7 separate regions of the Mus musculus genome follow, and all the other regions are linked to region 1. A link is a contact called in public Hi-C, HiChIP or PLAC-seq and promoter capture Hi-C data. All regions are on one chromosome and are shown on one strand. The core of a region is the stretch at or near the end of the contact, and the rest is flanking DNA. Distances in the headings are between cores, read along the strand shown. Region 1 holds the start of Tor3a (torsin family 3, member A). Region 2 holds the start of Fam163a (family with sequence similarity 163, member A). Region 3 overlaps Gm30472 (a long non-coding RNA gene). Region 4 has its middle 28 kb from the start of Gm30472. Region 5 overlaps Tdrd5 (tudor domain containing 5). Region 6 overlaps Gm30568 (a long non-coding RNA gene). Region 7 holds the start of Tdrd5 (tudor domain containing 5).

Evidence for each region. Promoter capture Hi-C pulls out the DNA fragments that hold promoters and counts their contacts. A called contact is a pair of places that touch in the nucleus more often than the background predicts. HiChIP or PLAC-seq counts read pairs in DNA pulled down with a chosen protein or histone mark.
Region 2: a contact with region 1 is called in a promoter capture Hi-C map of hippocampal neurons, with 3 times the contacts expected there. The contact joins the promoter of Fam163a here to the promoter of Tor3a in region 1. A contact is called at or near these places in 3 of 39 promoter capture datasets (frontonasal cranial neural crest, hippocampal neurons and pre-B cells).
Region 3: a FOXA1 HiChIP or PLAC-seq map of pancreatic cancer cells shows a contact between it and region 1. The contact joins the enhancer-like site here to the promoter of Tor3a in region 1. A contact is called at or near these places in 3 of 39 promoter capture datasets (the 3T3-L1 cell line, frontonasal cranial neural crest and pre-B cells), 1 of 484 Hi-C or Micro-C datasets (growing oocytes) and 1 of 115 datasets of contacts at active chromatin or transcription factors (pancreatic cancer cells).
Region 4: a contact with region 1 is called in an H3K4me3 HiChIP or PLAC-seq map of the SCID.adh cell line, with 8 times the contacts expected there. The contact joins the enhancer-like site here to the promoter of Tor3a in region 1. A contact is called at or near these places in 12 of 39 promoter capture datasets (the 3T3-L1 cell line, 3T3-L1-derived adipocytes, the HPC-7 cell line and 7 more), 2 of 484 Hi-C or Micro-C datasets (cerebellum and growing oocytes), 6 of 115 datasets of contacts at active chromatin or transcription factors (the 230-238 cell line, the SCID.adh cell line, epiblast stem cells and 3 more) and 1 of 9 other capture datasets (embryonic stem cells).
Region 5: a contact with region 1 is called in an H3K4me3 HiChIP or PLAC-seq map of bone marrow-derived macrophages, with 2.8 times the contacts expected there. The contact joins the enhancer-like site here to the promoter of Tor3a in region 1. A contact is called at or near these places in 13 of 39 promoter capture datasets (the 3T3-L1 cell line, 3T3-L1-derived adipocytes, the HPC-7 cell line and 8 more), 6 of 484 Hi-C or Micro-C datasets (cerebellar granule neurons, cerebellum, embryonic stem cells and 2 more) and 5 of 115 datasets of contacts at active chromatin or transcription factors (bone marrow-derived macrophages, cardiomyocytes, extraembryonic endoderm stem cells and 2 more).
Region 6: a contact with region 1 is called in a Hi-C map of pancreatic cancer cells, with 4 times the contacts expected there. The contact joins the enhancer-like site here to the promoter of Tor3a in region 1. A contact is called at or near these places in 11 of 39 promoter capture datasets (the 3T3-L1 cell line, the C10 cell line, the HPC-7 cell line and 7 more), 4 of 15 datasets of contacts at CTCF or cohesin (the NIH/3T3 cell line, embryonic stem cells and large pre-B cells), 6 of 484 Hi-C or Micro-C datasets (B cells, the N1E-115 cell line, embryonic stem cells and 2 more), 16 of 115 datasets of contacts at active chromatin or transcription factors (the 230-238 cell line, embryonic basal ganglia, embryonic forebrain and 9 more) and 2 of 9 other capture datasets (adipose tissue and liver).
Region 7: a contact with region 1 is called in an H3K4me3 HiChIP or PLAC-seq map of embryonic stem cells, with 10 read pairs. The contact joins the promoter of Tdrd5 here to the promoter of Tor3a in region 1. A contact is called at or near these places in 3 of 115 datasets of contacts at active chromatin or transcription factors (embryonic stem cells, extraembryonic endoderm stem cells and stem cell-derived neural progenitor cells) and 1 of 9 other capture datasets (pancreatic islet).

What each region holds. Positions count from the first base shown.
Region 1 is chr1:156,672,820-156,675,993 of GRCm38.p6, forward strand. It overlaps Tor3a (torsin family 3, member A), which reads right to left and starts at 1,520. Exons shown (of 6, transcript NM_023141.2): 1 at 1,267-1,520; 2 at 711-827. The coding sequence starts at 1,486.
Region 2 is chr1:156,203,513-156,206,686 of GRCm38.p6, forward strand. It overlaps Fam163a (family with sequence similarity 163, member A), which reads right to left and starts at 1,514. Exons shown (of 5, transcript NM_177838.3): 1 at 1,318-1,514.
Region 3 is chr1:156,221,318-156,224,491 of GRCm38.p6, forward strand. It overlaps Gm30472 (a long non-coding RNA gene), which reads left to right. Exons shown (of 3, transcript XR_865656.1): 2 at 1,968-2,248; 3 at 2,594-2,630. Among named protein-coding and RNA genes, the nearest start is that of Gm30472, 9.8 kb to the left of the region's middle. Within about 2 kb of position 1,559, at least 66 of the 459 cell types and tissues checked have an H3K27ac peak or open chromatin away from gene starts, as enhancers often do. A contact at or near this core is called in pancreatic cancer cells, where this site is marked.
Region 4 is chr1:156,239,538-156,242,711 of GRCm38.p6, forward strand. No RefSeq gene overlaps it. Among named protein-coding and RNA genes, the nearest start is that of Gm30472, 28 kb to the left of the region's middle. Within about 2 kb of position 1,729, at least 16 of the 459 cell types and tissues checked have an H3K27ac peak or open chromatin away from gene starts, as enhancers often do. A contact at or near this core is called in the SCID.adh cell line, where this site is marked.
Region 5 is chr1:156,262,439-156,265,612 of GRCm38.p6, forward strand. Tdrd5 (tudor domain containing 5) reads right to left here. Exons shown (of 18, transcript NM_001134741.1): 15 at 968-1,150; 16 at 391-534. Among named protein-coding and RNA genes, the nearest start is that of Tdrd5, 39 kb to the right of the region's middle. Within about 2 kb of position 1,678, at least 23 of the 459 cell types and tissues checked have an H3K27ac peak or open chromatin away from gene starts, as enhancers often do. A contact at or near this core is called in bone marrow-derived macrophages and trophoblast stem cells, where this site is marked.
Region 6 is chr1:157,075,047-157,078,220 of GRCm38.p6, forward strand. All of the region lies in intron 1 of Gm30568 (a long non-coding RNA gene), which reads right to left. Among named protein-coding and RNA genes, the nearest start is that of Gm30568, 5.0 kb to the right of the region's middle. Within about 2 kb of position 1,420, at least 55 of the 459 cell types and tissues checked have an H3K27ac peak or open chromatin away from gene starts, as enhancers often do. A contact at or near this core is called in the 230-238 cell line, B cells, the HPC-7 cell line and 3 more, where this site is marked.
Region 7 is chr1:156,301,640-156,304,813 of GRCm38.p6, forward strand. Tdrd5 (tudor domain containing 5) reads right to left here and starts at 1,709. Exons shown (of 18, transcript NM_001134741.1): 1 at 1,672-1,709; 2 at 728-963; 3 at 1-267. The coding sequence starts at 959.

The DNA of each region.
Region 1 (3,174 bases), core at 270-2,769:
TCGTATGCTCCTCCCCACAAAGGCCTGACCCTTTGTAAAAGGGGCTGCTTACCCCTCCTCCCTTACTTACTCTTGCTTCCCGCTTGCTTCTCTCTTGGGCTCTTCGCTTCCCCCTTCCCTTCCCCCTCTCTCCACGTGCTCAAGGCCGGCCTCTCCGTCTCTGTCTCTCTCTCCTTCCTCTGCCTCTACTACCCTCTTAACTCCCCTTTCTTCCCCTGCTGGCCCTTCAGCGGGAAGGGATGCCTTGGCATGGGCCCACTGAGGCACCCCCTTTCCATACCTCCCCACAACCCCATAGAACATATCTTAAACTTCTTAATCTTTTTATAAACAAATCACTAAGTATCTCCATACTCTAAAAAACAAACAAACAAAACAAACAACAAAAACCCAGGAGGGCTGAGGGATGAAGTACTTGCCTGGCTCTCCTGAGGACTAGTATTTTGAAAACAGCCACATAGCAAGTATTTGGGCACTTTTCCTAGTTGGTATAATGTAACATCCGCTAAGGGCACTATCAGTGCTGCTGTTTTGTCGTCCCTATTGTTGGAGAGTGTCCTTTCTGGAAATCGTGGAGTTCAAAGTCTTGTCAGAGAGGTCCTCAAATAATTGCAGACCCGTGAGGGGTAGGTTTCTCACCAGTCGCTTCTCCATACTCACCAACCCCCTCCCCCAGATACCTGAACCCTGAAAATCACGTCAGCTCCAACCTGTCAAGTTGTTGGAGATCCTGCAATCGCCGCCGCCGCTGCAGCAGTCCTGAAAGCGACAGAGCCATGCAGTGAGCACATCCAGCGACCGCCGGCCCCACAGAGGAAGGCTCCAGCCTGGAAAGGAAATGCTATGAGATGGCAAGATAGGGACAAGAGAGACAGTCCTGAGGTTTCTCAGTGTGACAGCGCCCAAACCAGAGTTCAGGTCCCAACTCACAGCCAGGTTCCCTCGTACGCCCCAGCGCTTCCTCTCTAAGCCTTAGAAGTGAAAGTATCTGGGGTTGGGACAATCACCAAGTATGTCTACAAACGGCTTTCCTTAAACCATCATCAATAAAGCGAGCAAGAATGGGGAGGCTTGAGTGTCTAGAGAAATCAGGGCAGGTGAGGGGCGGCAGAGCAGCCAGACCTTTAGTTGTCCCTAGGGGCTGCACCTAGAGTCGTGCGGAGGTGGGGTGCAGTGACCAGGCCCCTGATGCAGGCCTGCAGTACGCAGTGCTTAAGAGTGAGACTGGCAGGTGAGCGAGGGGTCGGCGGCGGGGACCGCTCTTACCCAGAGGCGGCACGGGGGTCTCCTGGTCTTCACAGTGATCGGGCCACAAGGTGCAGCTGAAAAGCTCCCAGTACCGTTTGGAGAGGGCACCGGCCTTCCTCAGCTGCTCCTTCAGGCCTTTGACGCTCGGCCAAGGGGTGGGCTCGTCGGCCTCCTGGCCCTGCGCTCCCGGGGGGCGCAGCGGCAGGAGCAGCAGCAACCAGAGAGCGCCAAGAAACATGACCGGAGCGAGCGCTTCCGCCTCCAAGAGTCCCGGGACCCAGGACTCATCGACACCCACCAGCCGGCGCGGCCCAGGATTGGCGTCGCCGTGGTGACCGCTCCGCCCTCGCAGAGGCTGACTGAGCAACCCATCCTAATGGAACCAAGTTTCGATTCAGACCAGAGACCCATCCGAAATGAAACTCAAACTGGTGTCCCGGACTGCAGGAATCCTGAGCCCCTGTCTGCCCCTCGGGATGCAGGCTATTCTGGGGCATGCCTGTGGCCTCAAGTGGCCACGAAATGGCCACTGCCAGCCATTCAGCTGCGCCTCCCACATAAGAACCCCTTTTGGTGCCCTGCCCTCGTAGGTCAGCTTTCTGCCAACAGGAGGGTGATGAAACCGTCTGAGCAGGGAGCGTTTTTTTGTTGTCAGGGGAGTCAGCTGGGTGCAGAAGCAGTCCGAAGAGTGTGAGCAGTGGAGAGCTGGGTGGCCTGGTCCTCTAAAGAGGAAAATGAAACAGTAGAGAGCAGTGAGCAGCAGCAGGCTTTCATGGATGCCAGTCTAGCAGAAGCAAGAAGTAGGGTAGGATGGTATTTGAGTTCGGGAAAACCCCGGGTTAAGAGGAAATTGTATCATGTGAGAATTACAGATGTTAGGCTAAGTACTTGCCCACGCATAGCTAGGTTTTAAAACCTGATCAGATGCACCAGGAGGCAGAGGCAGAGGCAGGCACAGCTCTCTGAGTTCAAAGCTAGCCTTGTCTACATACTGAGTGCCAAGCCAGCTACAGTTACATAGTGAGACCCTGTCAATATTTAGAAAACACCAAAAACTCAGGCTTGGTTCCCAGCTTGGCATCAGGAGGAAGGTGGTGGAAATTAGAAGTGAGCCCTAGTGGAGGTCTTTGGGTTACTGGGGTGGGGGCATGTTCTTGAAAGAGAATTGTGGGTGAGCAGTTTTGTTCTACCAATTGCTCCCGCCACGATGCACTCTGCCCACCTTTCCCAGAGGTCTGTAAGTAGTGAACTTGACCTTCAAGGTTATGAACCAAATAAACTGTTTCTTTGATAACTCTCGGGTGCTTGCCAAGGTGGCAGGAAACTGACCCACTTCTTTACACTTAGTTGTAAATAAATAAATAAAATAAATAAATAAAATTTGTAAATAAGTAAAATAAATATCTGAGCATGCATGACAGTCTAACATACTATGGGTTTTTGTTATTGTTTGGATTTTTTGTTTGCCTGTTTTGTTTTCGAGACAAGGTTTCTCTGTGTAGCCCTGGCTGTCCTAGAACTCACTTGGTAGACCAGTTCACTTTGAACTGATTGCTATGTTGGGTGAGAGACAGCAGAAATCAGTCTTCTATGTGGATATCCAGTTTATCAGCACCATTTGTTAAAGAGGCTGTTCTTTTCTAGATGTATGCATTTTATATCTTTGTAAAATAATTAAATGGCTATGCTTGTATAGTTTAAACAAAGCAATAAAAAAATCTTGAGGTGGGGGCTGGTGAGGTGGCTCAGCGGTTAAGATCACTGACTGCTCTTCCGAAGGTCCTGAGTTCAAATCCCAGCAACCACATGGTGGCTTACAACCATCCGTAATGAGATCTGATGCCATCTTCTGGTGTGTCTGAAGACAGCTACAGTATACATACATTAAATAAATAAATAAATCTTTTTGTTGTTGTTTATTTGTTT
Region 2 (3,174 bases), core at 264-2,763, 470 kb before region 1:
CTGTCTTTTCTCCGAAGACTGCAAAGCCCAGGGGCTCTTTAGTGAAGTATCTGTCACCCATCAATGTTTTCTCATACTTCCTCCTATTGTGTCTGGAATTGTCTCTCCTGGGACCGGCTCTGACACAGGCAGGATCCAGAGATCCCACGGCACACATCAATCCCTGCCAGTTACCGGGTTGCCTCCCTGGAACCCCTCAGCCTACTTGAAAGACCCCCAGTTCCTGTTCTCCTACAGTCAGGCCAGTAATGTGGTCCTGAACGAGGAGAGGGTCTGCTGTCCTCACAGAATGGAAAACCTAGAGAATGGGTCTGAATTGGTTACCTGCCACATCAAACCTGTTAAGAAGCACAAATGTCCAGGGCCCCACAGGTCCACGCAGAGAAAAGGAATGTCCTGGCGAGACCAAACACCAAAACAAACAAAAACAATGCCCTCCCCCACTCCCCAGTCACAATCAAAGGGGATGAATAGCCCTGGGAGCTGATAGTTCTTATGTTTCTTTCCGGCTTTTCTTCTTTGTCTTCTGGGTCTCAGAGCTCTGAGGACACCACCCTTCTAGGGAGTCTTGTAGAGCACCAACATTAGCAGTAAAGCTTGGGGTGACCAGGACCCAGCAGCAGACTCCAAGACTTTGTCCCTTGGTCCCTGGTCTCTATTTGGGTCAAGCCTTAATGCCACTAGCTGAAGCTTCCTTGCGACTGACACAGGGTCAGGGATGCAGATACAAGAGATGGTTCCGGGGGTCCAGAAGCAAGCAGGCAATGAACCTGGCAGGGAGCTGGACCTCTAAACAGCCAGGAACCTCCGGCTGCCCTGGACCCGGAGTCTCTGGCAAAGACAACTGTCCTCGAACTCCCTCCCGTTGTTGTGCCCACACATCCCGCCCCTTGAAGCACCTCTGCCCTCATTATTTCGTAAAACTTCAGGAAAATCTCTAGCAAGCCTGCTGGAACCTGGAGGCATCAACCGACGGCTGCCCATGAGCAGGGCAGCGCTCTCCAACCCCCCGCACCCACCCATTGCCTAGGAGATCGGGGTGGGGGGGACATCCAGTGTCGCTTGCCCTGCGAGTGGTCTCCTAGGGTCCCAGAGTGTCGCCAGCACCAAGGCTCAGCCTCCGCATCCCCATGAAAGAAGGCCGGAGCAGGGAAAGTGGTGAGGGGCTGATCGGTGAGGACCGGTGGAAGCGAGGGGCTCCAGGGGCCGGCAGCCCGCAGCCTCCCACCAGCGCCTCTAGGAGCTGCTGCGGGAGCCAGGACGCGGAGCCCGGTTAAGGCGGGTGCTCTGCGCAAGGCGGCGCCGGGGCGCGCTTACCTAGGTGTTCAGGCGCCCCCGACAGCGCTCTAGCGCCGGGCACATCCACGCACCGAGCCCAGAGATCCGTCTGCTGCTCCGCCGCGCCGCCTCACTCCCTCTGCGTAGGAAATTGCCTCCTGGGTCCCCGGGTCCGGGCTTCTCTCCGCCGTGGCTCTTGCCGTGGCTCCCACTCAGCGCTGCCCTGGACTCTGCGCGCCTTCCTCCCAGCGCCGGTGGCCCTGCCGGCCCACGTGAGGCTGCTCTGCCCGCCCCGGCTCTGAGAGCACTGGCTGGGTACCCAACCTTGAATCTCCTGGCTCCTCCAGGTGGCCGAGGATGGGGGCAGGTGATAGGAGCTAGAGGGTGTCCTGAGAGAATCCCCAACCCGCAAGGAGGATTGCTCTTAGTGGGGTGATGGGTCAGCTGGAGTGATGGTCCAGAAAAATCTCTCACTCAGGTTCGCAGCCTTTTAGCCCAAGAAACACAGAGCCCAGCAGTCGGGGCTCTCCAGGGATGACTCAGTAGTGGGGACTTAGGGAGCTGCAGACGGGGTCCAGAATGGAAAATCTCGAAAGAGAGTTTAGGCGCCAGAGTGCGTAGCTGTCCACTGAAGGGGGATCACCTCAACAGCTACCTTCAAGGCACATCTAGGCCAGGGAGTCTAGTGACAGCTGAGGTCCCTCGTGGAGGGGGCAGAGTTAGAGTATGTGCGTGTCAGATCTGTCAGGAAAGAGACAAGAGGAACGTTAGTGATGATAGGGATTTCTTTACTGATGTCTCCTTAATTTTTTTACATGTATGTATGTATGTATGTATGTATGTATGTATGTATGCATGCATGCATGCATGTATATGTAGATGTCCATACTATAGCCTTGCTGGAATCAGTTCTTTCCTTACACCCTGTGGGTCCCAGGGATTAAACTCAGGTGGTCAGACTTGGCAACAAGTGCTTTACAACTGAGAGGTGCCTGTGAACTGTACCCCAAACAGGAAAATTGTGCTGGTAGTCGTTGGAAGGTTTCCTTGGAGAACAGGACAGGAGGAGAGGGAAGGAAGTTAGCCTAGCCAAAGCTTCTCAGGCCAGAATTCCTTTCTCAGAATCCTACCCACTTCACAGGCTTGTTTCACAAACCCTGACGATTCAGAGGAAGGAGAAGCTGGGTCCTGCAGGATAAGCTCGGCTTTTTCCCCCACTACAGTCAGGATGTTTTCTTCTTCACATCCTGCATAGTCTGAGTGGTTCGAGGGAAAGACCGCAGATTTGAGAAACCAAAATGAAATTCCAAACACGAGACATGATAGGTCCCCAGTGTGATCCGATCAAGGAATAAGAAAGATGTCACCAGGGTAGACTACTCATCTCATTCCCCCTCCACCCCGCCCCTGCAGGGGAACTTCTGTAGTTCAGAACCTCATTACTTTCTCTTCACAGGTTTTAAATATGCAGCCCACATTTCCTCTGTGTACCACCTTTTCTCACCACAGTGGAATCTCACACCAGCACATCTTTCTCATCTCCTTTTTGAAGGCAAAAGAACACAGTATGAGAATCCTGCAATTTTATCACAGACCTTTAAACAGTAAAACAAGACAAGTATGTGCACAGGCTAATGGCTCATTAAAGTCAAACATCTATGTAATTACCATTCCAGTTAGTGCCAGAACCCAAAGTCACTCCACTACCTCTCCCACTTCCCAAGTCCCTGGTCCCACAGTAGCCACCATCCTAGCTGTATCACATCCTCGTGTGCCTTTAGAGTTTTGTCTATTTGTGACGCATCTGTGGATACCATCAGCACTTTGGCTTGCTTTAAAGCTTCCTCTACACAGAATAGCACAGCAAGCACTCCGTTTTTGTCTCTGTGCTTTTAT
Region 3 (3,174 bases), core at 309-2,808, 450 kb before region 1:
AGCCAAAGAAACATTTCTTTCATCTTCTTGTAGGGTGCCAGTTTCTACTTTATACCAAATGCACAGAAGGGGAGGCATGCAGGAGGCCTCTTCCTTCTGAGAAACTTATTGCCAGTCCTGAGGCAAGAGTCAAAGTGTTACTTCTGACTCAGCAAAGCTACCTAGGGGACTAGACAAGAAGCCAAGTCAGCAGGGACAGCTGCCACCTTTGACCTTTGTGCCCGAGCTGATGTCTTCACTTACGTTAGGTGGGGGCTTGTTTCTACCAGCACCATTCCATGCTCTCAGGAGAGGAAACCCATTGCTTAGCCCTGGTGTGCTGCTGCTGTGGCTGACTGCACATGGCATCCTGACAGCTTCCACCAGAGGCTGTCACCACCCTGGGAGGACAGAGGGTCTCCTGTGGCATGTGAGGGGACCAGCCCAGAGAGGTACTGAGTTACAGTCCTGCTCTTTGGAACCCACGGCCCGTCATTTTTTATACCAATCTCAAGCACTGCCCTTATTTCAGCCAGGGCTGATGGAAGGCCAGGCCCCAAAGGTAGGAGGCTGATGCTCAGACCTCCTAATGGAGCTTGACAGCAGCAAGATTAAAAAGCAGGAGCGCAGCACCCCGAAGCAGTGCGGGGAAGCACCCACTCGCCGCCTCTCCCTCTATCAGCACTTTGGTTCAGAGAGCTGAACCATAAAGATTAATCTTTTCATAGAAACAGAGGTTGGAAGAAAAAAAAAAGAGGAAAGAATGGGAATGGGGCTGAAAGCACTCTGAGAACAGGAAAGGAGGACAGAGGTGAACTTTGCTGGGCACTTCCAGGAGCTGCGAGCTCAGCTGTCTCCACAGCAAACCCCTGTTGGAGGCGGAGATGGGAGATCTCCGTATGCAAGGAGTGACAGGGGCAGTGGTGTTACAATGCCAGTCCTACCCATCTGTAAAACCAGGCCAGCTCAGGAAGAAGCCACTGTGGCTCCACAGCAAGAGACAAATGTTAAAGGCACGGGAGACTCCTTCTCAGACCTGCCCAGCCTGGTGACTCTCTCTCCATCATGTCCTCAGCCCAATGCCCCCCACCTCCCCGTGCCCACTGCTTGCACCGCCCTGGATTGTGACTACTTTGTCTTTGTACTGAATGGACTTTCACCTGGCTGGCTCTTGTGATCCATGCAGCAATGGATTAAAATGAAACTGGAATGTCTACATCCCATACTCATCCGAAGGGAATTCAGAGAAGCTGGAGGGTGGAGATCTGAATACAGTTGACTGAATAAGCCACAACCATTTGAAACAAGTGAGTTTCAACGCAAAGCAGTAACCGATGGGAATGTGTACTGAACACATGCACTAGTGCACACAGACACACACCGTAGAGCATTCCATTAGCAGAGATCATCGGAGGGATTTGAGGAACAAATATATTTCAAGGAAGAGAAACCACGGGATCTCAGGATGCTGGCAGGAAGAGAAACAGACACCCCTCCCCCCATCCCAGCCCTGGTGCCCTGGAGATGAGAAAGGAATGCCTTCCTGGAACTACAGCTGGCCAACTGCGCACAAACTGATAAGCGTGTGAGAGGACTTGCTAGTGTGCTCTGTTCGGCCTTGTGTTTTGAGATGGGGCCTAACTCTGGGTCCCAGACTGCCTGAGAACTTGTTCTAATCGTCCAGCCTCATTCATCTCTCACCAGTACTGGGATTATGGAAATAAGCTGGCATGCCTGACATGCTAATCCAATTCTCCAACAGGTCTTCCATACTACACAAAAGTCCAGGTCTTGAAACAATAGTGGCTTAAGGACAAAAGCCATTTAACTCTCCCCTCTACTAGAGCAGCTGACCTCTTTGACTGCTTTGTCATTCTATCCTTGTGGCAAAGTCTTGGCCACCTGTGTGCTCTAGGTAGTGGCATCTCACAGACAAACCCACAAAAAGCAAACAGTCACATAAGTATGTCTTTCTAAAATTGTCACAGGATGGATGGAAATGCAAGAAAACCTCCCTGGAGACCAGAAGTTGCCTGAGTACTCTCACGTGGGTCCTGTGATAGGCCTGAAGATGGGCCAGAAGCAGCAGAGAGAAGGAGAGAGGCTGGATGCTGCTGGAAGCCTGGTCCATGACAGCATCCTCCAAAGCACTCTTCAGGCTAAAATGAGCTTCATCCAGCCTCATCTTGCCAGTAACAAATACATCCGACAGCCAGTTGACTGTTGTAATTCCTGGAAGAGGAACTTTGGTGGTCTGTCTTGGCCAAAGGTACCACGGGAAGTGTGAATATGTCTGTGCACTTGTGGCAGAGTGAGGCAGGCCCGGGGCTCAGGAGTTCTCTGTGCCATTTTGGCCGACCTGCACAGCAACACTCCAGTACCTGTCCCGCTGCCCTACCTACCCCTAGGAAAAGCTGTAGAGTCAGTTGCCTAACACCATCCCATTTCCAATCCCTTCTTCAACCTTCTTCCTCAAGTTCCTATCTCTACCGTCCATCCCAGGTCCCCAGTATTTTTCTTGCAGGGGTCACATGCCACATTGCTGTGTATCATTTAGTCTGCACTTCACATTTTGTCAAGCATTTGATAAAGTTGATTGTGGTCTCTGTTCTAGATGGCTGTACTGGCTGGTTTTGTGTGTCAACATGACACAGGCTGGAGTTATCACAGAGAAAGGAGCTACATTTGGGGAAGTGCCTCCATGAGATCCAACTGTGGGGCATTTTCTCAGTTGGTGACCAAGGGGGGCAGGCCCATTGTGGGTAGTACCATCTCTGGCCTGATAGTTTTGGGTTCTATAAGAGAGCAAGCTGAGCAATCCAGAGGAAGCAAGCCAGTGAGTAATATCGCTCCATGGCCTCTGCATCAGCTCCTGCTTCCTGACCTGCTTGAGTTCCAGTCCTGACTTCCTTTGGTGATGAACAGCAATGTGGAAGTGTAAGCTGAATAAACCCTTTCCTCCCCAATTTGATTCTTGGTCATGATGTTCGTGCAGGAATAGAAACCCCGACTAAGAGAAGAATCTTCTAAGTTGAGGCTCTCTCTTCCCAAATGGCTCTAAGTTGTGTCAAGCGACACAATTTCACAACTGTTTTATTAGAAATTGCCATTCATGAATCTGAAAATGTTTCTCTTGCAAAACCTGACACTTCCCAACAATCCTATAGTCTTGGAGAAATCCAGATTTTAGTACAC
Region 4 (3,174 bases), core at 479-2,978, 430 kb before region 1:
TTTTGGGATAGCATTGGAAATGTAAACGAGGAAAATACCTAATTAAAAAAAACAAAACAAACAAAACAAAACAAAACAAAAAACATTTTATGTAGGAGCTTGTAGTTAAGCTTGGCTGACCATCGTGGTGGAAAGTGGCCATATCAGATCTGTTTCTAAGGTAACGACTGATTGGATGTTAGGAGTGGAAGTGAAGACTGTGGGATGACCACAGGAGTTTGGTGGTGGAAGGAAGAGAGCTATAGTCTATGAGGTTACAGAAAACTACACATGGCATAGTTAGGGGTGCAGACAGGGTAGCTCTCATGATTTTCAGATTTGCTAAGTTTGAGATGTTTGGATGTTAGTGAAGAGATCAGCAGGTAATTAAGTCCCTTTGGGAGAGCCATCTTAGCGGATTTTACAAGGCAGGAGTCCTCAGCTTAGGGGCCATGATTAAAGCCAGAGCATGGAGACTCTTGCTAAGGCGCCCTCAAGCGTTAAGAAGGAAAGGAAAAGAGGACCTTGAAAGATGCTAGGGCTTGAGCAAGAGAAGAAATTCTAAAGGTGGAAGGGAGGTCCTGGAAACGAAGGATATCAGGAGGAAGTGTGGTCAGGCAGTCATGTGCCGACAGGTAGGGCGGGATGACATTGGTGGGGGACAAGGAGGGATGATCAGGGGATGGGGTTGGGGGAGTAGGTTGGGGAAGCAGGACATGGTGGGGGGGCTGACTGGTGGGCTGGGTGATGTGGCAATCTCATGAGACCTTGGCAGACACAGTTTTGGTAGTGTCGTGGGTGGAATCAGAAGGGTTTAAAGAGGGGACTGGAGACATGTAGAGAATGCGGTTCAGGTGACTGGCTGGAGAAATGCCACCTGTTTGGAGCCCGCCACTACTTTCTGAATGTGACTCCTGGGTAGAGAGTACTTACCTTTCTGATGCTCAAGTCACCTATAAAAATGGAACTGTAGTAGGAGTGTTGGGAAAATGGAAAACATAGAAAGTATGTCAATTGTGATAGGTCATATCATCAACATGGCAGGATCTAGAATCATCCGAGACAAGCTCTGGGCACATCTGTCTGGGATTATCTAGCTAAAATGAGTAATGGGCAGCCTACAGGGTGTGCCTTAATTACAGCAACTGAAGTAAGTAGTAGACCTGCCCTGAATTAGGGACACCTTTCAGTGGCAGCCTAGATACAAGGACTGATGGGTAGGCTTTGTGGTTTTCTTTTTCTTTTTTTCCTTCTTGCCTTCCCATTGTCCATTATTCTATCATTTCTGCCTGCACTGCTGCCTCCATTCTCTTTGGACACTAAAGCCCAGCATCTTTAGCCCTCCTCCTCTGTGGTCTGAAGACCTGCTGGTCCCAGGAATCCAGCCTCATAGACCAAGTGGTTAGCAGATGCTCACTCTCTCCAATGTGAAGGCAGCCATTGCTGGACTACCCAGACCATACAGGTAAGCCAGCATAACTTCCCTTTCTGGATATATTCATCCTATTGGCTCTGTTCCTCTGGAGAACTCTAATAAATTTATGTAATAAGTGCCTAGTAAAGCCATACTAACCTCACTATGACACAGTATTAATCTCTGCCACATTTGGGCAAGATACTTAACTCTTGTGCCTCGGCTCTCTTACACTGTAACATATTGTAACATGTGGTCATTGTCTGCCTTATACTGTAACATAATGTAACATATCATTGTTGGAATTGGGTTTTGCCTTTCTCTTGCTGCTAGGTGGCGCTAGAGGACAAGCACTAGATCCTCTATCACACAATATAGAGTTCCTGCAGGTTCTCCTAGCCAGGACACCACAAAGTAAGAACACTCCCCCTTCCACCCCTATTCCCCAGAGCCTTGGCTACTTCATATGTGCAAAGTATGTGTTCTACATGTAGCTGTATTCTCAGCCTGAGAAAATCCTTTTGGAGATTCACAGGCATGCCTGAACTGTGAGAATTTTATATTCTTCCTGCTAGAATTCTACAATGTACCAGCCTTAGTCCTAACGGAAGATGGCCATAGATTTTCTTTTGACTGAGCTGTCTTGGTTAGTGTAATTAGAGCCTTGTTAGGGTTTTCCCACTTCTTCCAAGGAATAAAGTCACAGTTTATTGCCAATTTCTGTAAAGGGGGAATGCTCTGGCTATTTTGCATAGAGTAAAATTAGAAAATAAATTGAAACCGTGGGAAGATGACCCTATGAGAATTACCCTAAAGCTCTATTCCCAAAGAACTCACTTGGAAGTCGCTTTAACTACTTTTCCAGGTTAAAAATGAATAATTGGAGTAGAGAAGCTCCAAGCTGCATGCTAAATTCGATTTTCTATAGTGCAATGGTAGGTACCTGCACTTGCTGGCGCGGCCGCAGAGTGCTTGTCCTCGAGCGCCATCTAGCAGCAAGAAACGACAAACACAGCCTCGAAAAGGCTCCACTTGCTTGACCCTTAGAGGGAAACAAGCCATAATTTGGCTGTTCTACTCACAAAGTCTGCTCTCAGGAGGAATTCAGTGAATTCTTGGGCTTACAATCGCCACACTGAAGTCCCACGAGGTCTTTAAAGCCGCTTTTAACCCCTCTCCATCACGGACCTGCTGCTCCAGAGGGAGTGCAGCTTGTCCCATGGGTGCAGAGGGACAGAGCACACGCTGGGCAGTGCCACCAAGGCTCCCTGTCCTTTTGTCAGGCCACCTGATGCTCTACTGTCACCTTTCAAATACAAAAGGAAGTACAGTGTGCTAAGGTTTTAGCAGCTATTCCTTTTTTCTTGTCCAGCTGCTGTTCTGTGAGCAAACCTTGAGAGCAGCTCTGGGCTTCTGGGAATATGTTGCCACACCGCCCAGGGCCAACATTAGCTCCTTGCTGTGAGTAGTGCCAAAAGCTATACAGATTCCGATACAAGGCTCACATCAAATTTGGTCAGCACGCAGTGGGAGGATGCTACGGGGGCGATAAAAGAATATATGATTTCAGTGTCCATCAGTCCAACCTAGGTCGCAGTCTTCGTTTCGGCCCATTTCAGATGAGACTGACTTCACAGCACTGTAGTTCTCAGTGTATTCCCAGGACAGCGGCCTGAGGGCTAAGCCTTGATCTGGCACAGTGGCTTACCGCATGAGGTGCTAGAGAGGAAAGGGGGCTCCAGAAGCAGGAAGGAGAGAGGATGCCGGCCGGCAGAGAGTGG
Region 5 (3,174 bases), core at 428-2,927, 410 kb before region 1:
ACTAGAGAACAGTCCAACATCTGGCACGTCCAAGGCTGCCAATTCATCAAGTGAGCATCTAGAAAACCTACAGAGAACAGCAGTGGGCAGGCTGAAAGGCAGGCAGTGGAGTCTGAGCCTTGCTTACCAAGGTGGGAAGCAAACGCAACAGGCTCTCACCTCAGTCGAAGGTCTTAGGAGTGAAAGCCAGAGAGGACTGGAGCAAGAATGAAAGTGAGCTAAGACCAGACTGCCTTGACTGAAGGACTGCTGAGATCAGGTGGGCCTATGGGTATGTCTGTGGGTGGCTGCCTTGATTAACAGATGCAGAAGGGCATACATTAACCACAATTTCTAAGAATCAAAGTGATAAATCATGAACTGGTTATAATAATTCCAACTGGGCTCTACCTGTTGAATTCGGGTTGTGCTGGTATTTTTTTCTTGAGCAATGGGCCCTTCTGGTGTGTGAATTCCTCCTTTCACATCATTCGCAAGGCCTAAGGGCTGCCAGGAATCATCCCATATATCTTTAGATGTAGAAAAACACCAGTCCTATAAAGAAAAGCGTGCAACAGTAAATCACAACGCAGTGCCACAAGATCACAAAGCAAGGTAAGGTGACAGCGAGGGAGCAGTGTGCTGTAAACAACAAGAGGGGGTGTGGACTTCCAACAGGACAAGGACACAGTGTGTTCTAAGCAGCAAGAGGGATGCTGATTTCCATCAGTGACATCTTTCCTAAAGTCTGCAGTAAACACCTTCAATCCTTGGGCCTCGTGAATGGACACACACCATCGCCTAGCGAGACAGTTCCTGAGCACCTTAGTGCTTACCCACTTAAAAACCAACCACAGATCATTTTCAACTATGGCCTGACAATTCCTTCTCAATTCCAGCATTTACAACTTTCTAGAAGCCTGGTCTACCGGGTTTAAATTTCCTTTGTCAGCAGTTGATCTGCTGCTTGTTATCATAAGACTCTAACCTTTTGTGCCATTTCTCCACCTGTCTGATATTGTTTCTTCCCAACAAGGTTTGAAGTAAACAGCTGGGAGGCAGGACTCCCTGCCTTCCCCATTTTGGCCTGTAGAGGGAGCCAGTTCTCATCCCAAACATCGTCACCTATGGTCACTGACTCCAGGCATGGCATTCCAGTAGGGACCTCATCCTGAAACAGACCACAGGACAAACAAGTACTGTTGTTTTTATTTCCAAACATAAACACATTTTTAAAACTTAAATGCACAATTTTTTTCCTGGCTCTGAGTGGATACAAGTTTAATACACAATTTATTACATTTTGTTCCCCGATTTGCCAAAGAAATAAAGGCAAAGACATTTAAGGGCAATGCCTATGAGAGAGACTGGGAGAGGAGGCAAGGCCATCTACTCCCTGGGTGTAGAAAAGCCTCCATAACTGACTAAGGGGTCCTAACCGATCCCAGGCCCGAGTGTACAGTGGGGAGAGCTGAGAGGCCACCACATATACATAACACGTAAGCGCAGGAGCTTTCAAAGAGCAAAAGCAGAAACAAAGCTCTTATGCTAAGAGAGCAGAGGTGGATGGGAACAGGAGCATGAGATCAAAGTTGGCGTAGAAACAACGGCATCTCCAGCCTGCCTGCCCTGCGCCCAGGACTCAGACAACCGCTCTCTCTCATCCGCTAGAGCGACTTTTGGAAAGTTCAACATGTGGAATAAAGAGGAAGAAAGAAGGGTTTGTGTTAGTCAGCTTCCCATTACTCAGACCAAATTTCTAAGAGAATTCAAAAGGAAGAAAACTTCCTCTTGACTCATGGTTTCAGAGTTTTAGTCGAAGGTCAATTGCTGCTACAGATGTGGCCCTGAGGGGGACAGGTTATCACGCCAGTGAAGCATGTAAGGGAGGGGACTGTTCACTCCCAGTGGAATGAAGTTTAGTGGGAAGGACTGGAGAGATGGCTCAGAGGTTAAGAGCACTGACTGCTCTTCCAGAGGTCCTGAGTTCAATTCCCAGCAACCACATGGTGGCTCACAACCATCTGTAATGAGATCTGATGCCCTCTTCTGGTGTGTCTGAAGATAGCTACCGTGTATTACATATAATAAACAAACAAACAAATAAACAAAGACAGCCTACCTCATGAGGCTTCTACTAACTTACAATAATACCACGTGTGAGCAACCAAACTGTTTTTGGCACGTGGCTGTTGAGGGGCATTTTAGATCCCAATCTCCTGTCTATATCATGCAAAACCACATCCAGTCTGCCTTCAAGAGTCTGCAAAGCCTTAACTGTTCTCCAGCTGCTCAAAAATACAAACCAAAAACCTCCTGTGGGAACCAGGATCCAGGAGGGGGTAAGAGGCAGAGTCACCAACCCTAGAACAGACTCCGGAGGCCAGCAGTGAGGTGCTGATCTACCTACTGCACAGCAGCGAGCGTGTATCATACAGCCTTTGAACCAATGGGAACTGACAGAAGCTCTGGAGTAGCCAACTCCCCCACTGTCACTATGGGGAGGTGCCAGGCTGCCAGCACTTGAGGGGACTTCTGTAAAGATGGGGGGCAGGATGGGGGGCAGCCACTGCCCTGTTCCGGGCTCATTCTAAGGTTCCACTAGTTTGCTAGGATTCTCTATTTTGTGTCACACGGTATGCCAGCAGACATGGGGACTCACTATGAAAGCCACCTAGGGGCTACAGCACCCATATCTCAAAAACTCTCGGCTTTGAACCCTGCAAAAAAAAAAAAAAATGAAGTTAAGGATCCAGAGACAGGTGCATCTCTGTGAGTCCCAGGGCAGCTGGAGGTATATAGTAAGATCCTGTCTCAAAAAGCAAAAACCAACCAAACAAAAAGATATATATACACTTTATAATAGCACAGGGGTAAACCCTCTATTCCAAATAAGAAATAGGAGAATACTAAGAAAGGATTGGATCAAAACAGTAGCAAAACCAACCGGGCCGCAGTAAAATCTGTACGCAGGGAACACGGTGGTAAGAAAGAGCTCTGCTGACCCCGTCCCACATTAGTCATTAGGGAAACATGTTCGAAGCATTCTGAGATGTTACTATATGCTTCTCAGAGGAGCTCAAAACAAAAACCCCCAGCTGTTACTAGCAAGTACTGGAAAGGACATACAACACTTGGAACACATACTCTGCTGGTGGGACGCGAAATCGTAAGCTCCTCTGGAGAGCAGTTTGC
Region 6 (3,174 bases), core at 170-2,669, 400 kb after region 1:
TCTCACTTCTCCCTCAAAGCGTGAAAACAACAGGCCAGGCTGGCCTGGTTGCTGCATTCTGTCTCCAGATTGTTAATGCCTTGCAAAGATTCCCTCCTGTACAGTGCATCCCGTCCCCAGGGTGGGGGAGGACAGCCACCCGGAGGGAGGTGCTGGTGACTCATTTCCCCAGAGATCACTCCTTGTGCTAGCAGGGCCATGATACCACATTGCTTTCATCATGCAAAAAATAAAACCCCCAGACTGGAAGTCTTGGCTCATCAGCCAACCTTCTATTCTATAAGGAAGAGCACGCTGCGAGAGAAAAGTACCCAGACAAGTGACTGTAAACTTTTACCCATAGATAAAGATATTGAGGCATTTTCTAATTAAAAAAAAAAAAAATCGCAGGCTGGAGGGATGGCTCAGTGGTTAAGAGCAGTGGCTACTTTCTCAGAGGTCCTGAGTTCAATTCCCAGCAACCACATGGTGGCTCACAGCCATCTATATTGGGATCCAAAGCCCTCATCTGGTTGTCTAAAGACAGTGACAGTGTACTCACATACATTAAATAAATCAATCTTTATTAGTCAAGGCCTGAGGCTGTAGCTGACTGTAGCTTATCCAGCATGTAGAAGACCCTAGCTTCCATCACCGCTACCCAACGGGGTTGGGGTGGAGGAATCTATTCTGATTCCTCAAAAGGTATGCTGAATAAAGAAATAGTGATTGACAGCCCTGAGGTCTGGGATTTCTGAGGCTCAGAGAACTGGAGGAGACACCTCTGGCTCAGAGCAAAACTGCGCTTAAGAAAAAGAATTGAAGTCCCAGGACACAGGTTCTGAGAATGGGAGGGAGCGGGGATTTCCTTACAGCAGGATTTGTCTGGTGTTGGAGGTCTCAACACTAATAAGGATACTGTTTTCTGACGGGCTCACTCACTTGACCAGAGAGGCCAAGCAGGGGAGGAGGGGGAAGAGGGCGAGGAGGAGGAGGAGGAAGGGGAGGAGGGGGAGGAGGGGGAGGAGGGGAAACTGCCAGGGCTCAGGAAGGGGACAAAAAGGCTATAAATGGATCCAGAAGCGTCAGAACCCAGAGATGGTGCTCTGGAAGTAAGCGGTATACAGCCAAGAGATCAAAGCAAAAGTTGACCCTAAGGTCTAGCTTTGACTACAGATCCACTGTGTCATCTCACCCCATCACCCTCCTGAACCCACTTCTGGTCCATCTGAGGCCTGGGAAAACTAATGGTCTCCGTGACTGTTCTGTGAGACTCAAATCCAAGGGGGGGGGGGGGGGCGGAGACAGCTCTTCACTTGCCTACGACCCCAAACGCCTGTCTAGTGCTCGATTTAACTCACTGGCCCAGCCTAGCTAAAATCAATTCTGTAATCCCAGGACAGAGCGCAGGGGCCTGCGCCACCTCGTGGGCGATATCGGAACTGCATGCATGCCTTGATCCTGGCATTCTCCCAGGGCATACTTCAGGACACAACACATTAGAATAGTGGCCCAGAGCCGGGCGTGGTGGCGCACGCCTTTAATCCCAGCACTCAGGAGGCAGAGGCAGGTGGATTTCTGAGTTCGAGGCCAGCCTGGTCTACAGAGTGAGTTCCAGGATCAGCCAGGACTATACAGAGAAATCCTGTCTAGAAAAACCAAAAAAAAAGTGGCCCAGAACACACAGCACTATCATTCCTCTGGTTCTTATGCTAGGAATAAACCAATGTTATTCCTGAAACGCCTTCCCCTTGCCTCCAGGGAAAAGAAACGGCAGTGGCGGTAATGCCAATAGTACAGCTAGTGACACTTATGTCAATGGACTTCAAATTCTCACTACTTCCCATGTCCTAGGCCAGTTCACTGGCAGCCCAGGGTAGAGTTGGACGTCTTCAGGACTATTACTATTACTACATGGAAGCTTGCGGCTCTGGGTTAAACATTACACACAGGCAGCGATTAGTCTCCAAGCCGTCCTTGCCCTTTACTCTAGTCCTGGATGCCCATTGAGTGGAAGCGACTCATCCACACCTGCCTCCTGCAAGGGTGGCCATGCCAAGGGCTCCTGGCTTTTCTTTTTCAGCCTTCAAGAAGAGAAGGGTTATTCTACGTTGCTAACTTTGCCTACCTACGGGAACAGTGAAAAGAAGGGAATCCTCTCCTAGGCGGAGGATGCTGCCAGCTGGCACCGGAACTCAGGCAGCCACAAGTGCATCTCTGCAACACCCCAGTGTGCTGCAGCGCCACCTGGCGGCCAGAGTGGCACTCAGCGAGGAGAGCCGGCCTAGATCGCCACTCCACCTGGTATCCAGTTCTGCAGTGGGTGGGAGCCTCGGGAAGACTCATTCTGCTGTTTCAGAGGTTTGGGCCCTCAGAGGTGGGGCTGCGTCCTGAGGCCGTGGTAAAGCAGCATGGCATCTCATGGCAAAAGCTGGGGACCTTGGGTCTCCTTAAGAGTACACCCCAGTGATCCAAGCTCTTCCCCCAACCTCTGACCTCTCACGTGCTCATGCATACACGTGCAAACAAATGAACACATACAACGCGTGCGCGTGCGCGCGCGCGCACACATACACACACACACACACACACACACACGCGCGCGCGCGCGCGCGCGAAAGTCGTAGAGTCAGGTGAGGTTCGAATCGGAAGAATGGAAATTGCTGGTGAATTTGGGTGTGTAAATAAGGGAAGAAGAATCAAAGGACGGGTGGGATAGATTGTCCTGAGTGTTTTGAGTAGAACAAGCTGACACCCACTGTTAGCCGAATAAAATTCAAAACCCTTTGCACAGTTTTTAAGTCTTTAAATTTCAAAGCATTTCTATGAGCTAAGTATTATTGTCCCCATTCTACAGGTGAGGAAACTGAGGCACAGAAAGTTTGTATGAAGTCACACAGCTATCAACTGGAGAGATTACAAGAGAGTACTGCTACGTCAGGCTCCCTCTTTTGAAAAAATGCCAAACTACAATTATTTAATTATTTGTTTTATTGACTTATTTATTCATTTAGGTGTGCGGTGGCATGGCTGTATAGGTCAGAGGATAACTTTTCAGAGGTGGTACTCTTCTCCTACCATGGAGGTCCTGGGAGTTCAAACTCAAGCTTTTAGCTTTGGCAGCAAGCACCTTGACCCACTGAACCATCTCACCCACCCGGTTCTCTCTCTTGGTAAAAGAGGGGAGTTATTATC
Region 7 (3,174 bases), core at 459-2,958, 370 kb before region 1:
ATCCATACTGCATATACTGAAATGATCGTCCAAAACGCCTGGCAAATGCCTTTTCAAAGTCAGAAAGGAGAACGGGAGACAATGCCAAAAGGTCTTTCAACTCACTCTTCACTACAGCTGGAAGAATTGGGGGCACCCTTCCTCGGTAAGGCACCCGGCCAGAGCATATGCTGGGTCTTCCCTTTGGCATGGAGTTTCGGACCTTATGGCTCCTTCTCTGCTTTGCAACCAAACTTGCTATTCCTTTGGTGGATTCGTCTGGAATGGCTAAGAAGATATGGGGACAGTGGAGAAATCACTTTCAAGTAAAACACATACTCCATTTACCCTTTGTATCTACAATTACACCGGCAATTTTTAACTCTCCACAGAGCTGTGTATGTAGGTAGAGTAAGACAAAGCTGTTGGGTCCATCATTTCTGACATTCTGACCAATAAAAGCTTCCCAACTCCTCTACCAGCTGGAAGATGTTTTACTGCTAATCAGGGTCTGGAAGTGTCACTAATTTGTGCCTAGTGAAATTTAAAATGAGTGTTAGGAACTTAGGAATGGGGATTTGGGAAGCTGTTTTGGCTTTCCTTTGCTCTCACTTCCCCCAACAACCTCAAAGGTACCCATGACTATCACCCCAGTTAAAATCCTCCGCCCTGGGATACGGGATATTGTACTTAGTGGTACATCTTAACTGTAAAGGCTCATGTAGACCTTCCAAAGTCTTAAACCTACCTTTCAGTATTACGGTACCATCCCCACCGGGGCAGACACTAACCACATCGGGCATATCCAACACCAGTTCCATAGTGGACCGATATCCAAGGATTCGGAGCGGGAGATGGTTGCCAACCATCAAAAGGTACTCCTTTTCCAACTGTTGTGGAGTCAAACCATCCTTAGTGGAAATAAGAAGGGACCTTATCTCTTTCCTCAGACAGTCCTGTATACGCTCTTGTTCAGACATCGTGCTACAGGATTGAAGGGGGGGAAAATGCTCTTGAAAGTGGTTAAACCAGGACAGAACAAAACCCATAAGCAACCAAGCAAACAAACAAACCAGCCCTGGCTGTCCTGGAACTCACTCTGTAGACCAGGCTGGCCTCGAACTCAGAAATCCGCTGCCTCTGCCTCCAGAGTGCTGGGATTAAAGGCGTGCGCCACCACGCAAAAACCTTTTAACGACCAGCCATGTTATATAAAAACTCAGATGTGAGTTTTACAGGCGATAAGGCTTAAAGCAATACCCTAAGTGTTCCAAGGCTCCTGCAGCACAAGCTCTCTGGCCACACTCACTACAAACTCCAAAGCTCAGCTTGTAGGGATGAGCCCTCCCAATCCTCGCAGCTGGCTGGCATTAAGTCCCAACTGGGCCCGGCTAATAAGGAAGCTTAAAGGGTGATCTCAAGTTCCTTAGAGGGTGTCATTCCCCGCTGCTGCTCAGTATCAGATGGAATCTCTCAGCCGGTCTTTGGGAACCAAGGGTCGCGGTGCATGAGTGACCAGGAGAAGCGTGAGCGGATCGCAGACCGCCTGGTCGCCTCCATGGACTCGGGAAGGGTGGGGGTCCCGGGGTCCCTCCCTCCTTCAGCTGGTCCTCCCGTCTGCCCCGTGCTCTTCCCGTGATCTGAGTCATGCTGAGGACCGCGGTAGCGTATCCCTCTGCGGCCCGCCACTACCTGGCTGCGGCTCGCCCGCCTCGCTCCCTCGCACCCGCGCTGCCGTTGCGCGCCGCAGGTCCGGGACGCTCCGGGAGGGCCGCGGAGAAGCTGAGCCGGCGAGGGTCTCGCGCGCCTGCGCACTGCGGGCCGTCCGGTCCGGTGCGCCACGTTCCACGCGAGCGGGCGCGGCCGGTGTGACGGTTAGCGGAGACCTAGCGTGTGGGTGCGGGTGAGGCCGAGGACCGGCTCCCCCTCTGGGACGGCGCTACAACCCGCCGCATCTACCTCCTCCCGAAGCCGCGGGAAGACGCAGGTGCCGCTGGACCACCCTCCACCTGAGCCCTGCGGCGCCGCCCGGCCCCGCCCCGCCCCGCCCCCAGGCACCTGCGGGGGGCGGGGACCGCGGCGGAGGCACATGCGGATCCTGCGGATCCAGGACTAGTGCCCCCCACCCCGCCCCGCCCCGCCGGAAGCTCGCCTCGCCCCCGTAGGTCTGCGCTTATTTGGGGGAAAAAATTAAGAGCGAGTCTGATTCTTGAGAATTACTGCTGACCTTAAAGCGACTTTGACTCCTAGAAGAGAGGAATGGATGGATGGACGGACTTTTGGAATGAAGAACATCCCAGGAGCAATGGAAAGAAGAGAAGTGGGAGACTATGGAGGATAATTTCATTTGGATATGTTTGCTGGATTTGTAGAGTAAACTAGATTGACAGGAGTCCTCAAAAACTAGCAAGTAGAAATGCAGGATATGAATACCTTTCCCTTAACTGTATGCACTCTTAAATGGACAACCTAAAAGATACTCAAAGGATTCAACTTAAGAGGCCGGAAACTAGGTGGGGTGATGCACACCTGTTGAGCCTAGCTCTCTGGAGGTGGAGAGAGGAAAGCCCCAGCTGGAGACTGGCCGGTTGCATAAAGGGGGCGGGATCCCTAAGCCATTCTTGCCTAAAACCCGTAAGTGAATATTCCAAGAGAACAAAATGTACCATCAATGAATGAGGACTATTAAAGAATCCCTAAAAAACTAAAACTAGAAAGGATTTATATCTTCGGTTTATAGTAGAGCAGTTGTAGCTGATAAGTAGATTAACAGAACATCCTAAAATGAAAAATGGACCCAAATACTGCAGCATTTCAATGACAAGTTTTAGAAGGAACACGTCTTCATATTTTTAAGGGCCCATTGAGTCCTCGGAACTAACTAAAACAAAAATCCCTTCTTACACAAAGCCTAGGAGAAAAGGAATGGAGATTTTAGGTATGAACAGCTATCTCTAAAACAGTGTTAATTAGATTGCCATTGGAGTAAAACCTACCCAGATGAATCTTTTTCCATTGGCAAGCCAACATTAAGAGAGTGGAGTTAAAATGTTTTCAGGAAATAGCACACTGGATGACTCCCTTAAAAAGGATATCACCTCAGATTCTCATACCAATGATCTGCGGTAACAAATGTAACACACCTAGCACCAAGAAGTCTGTATAGGTTAACTATATTTTATTCCTACTGAGAAA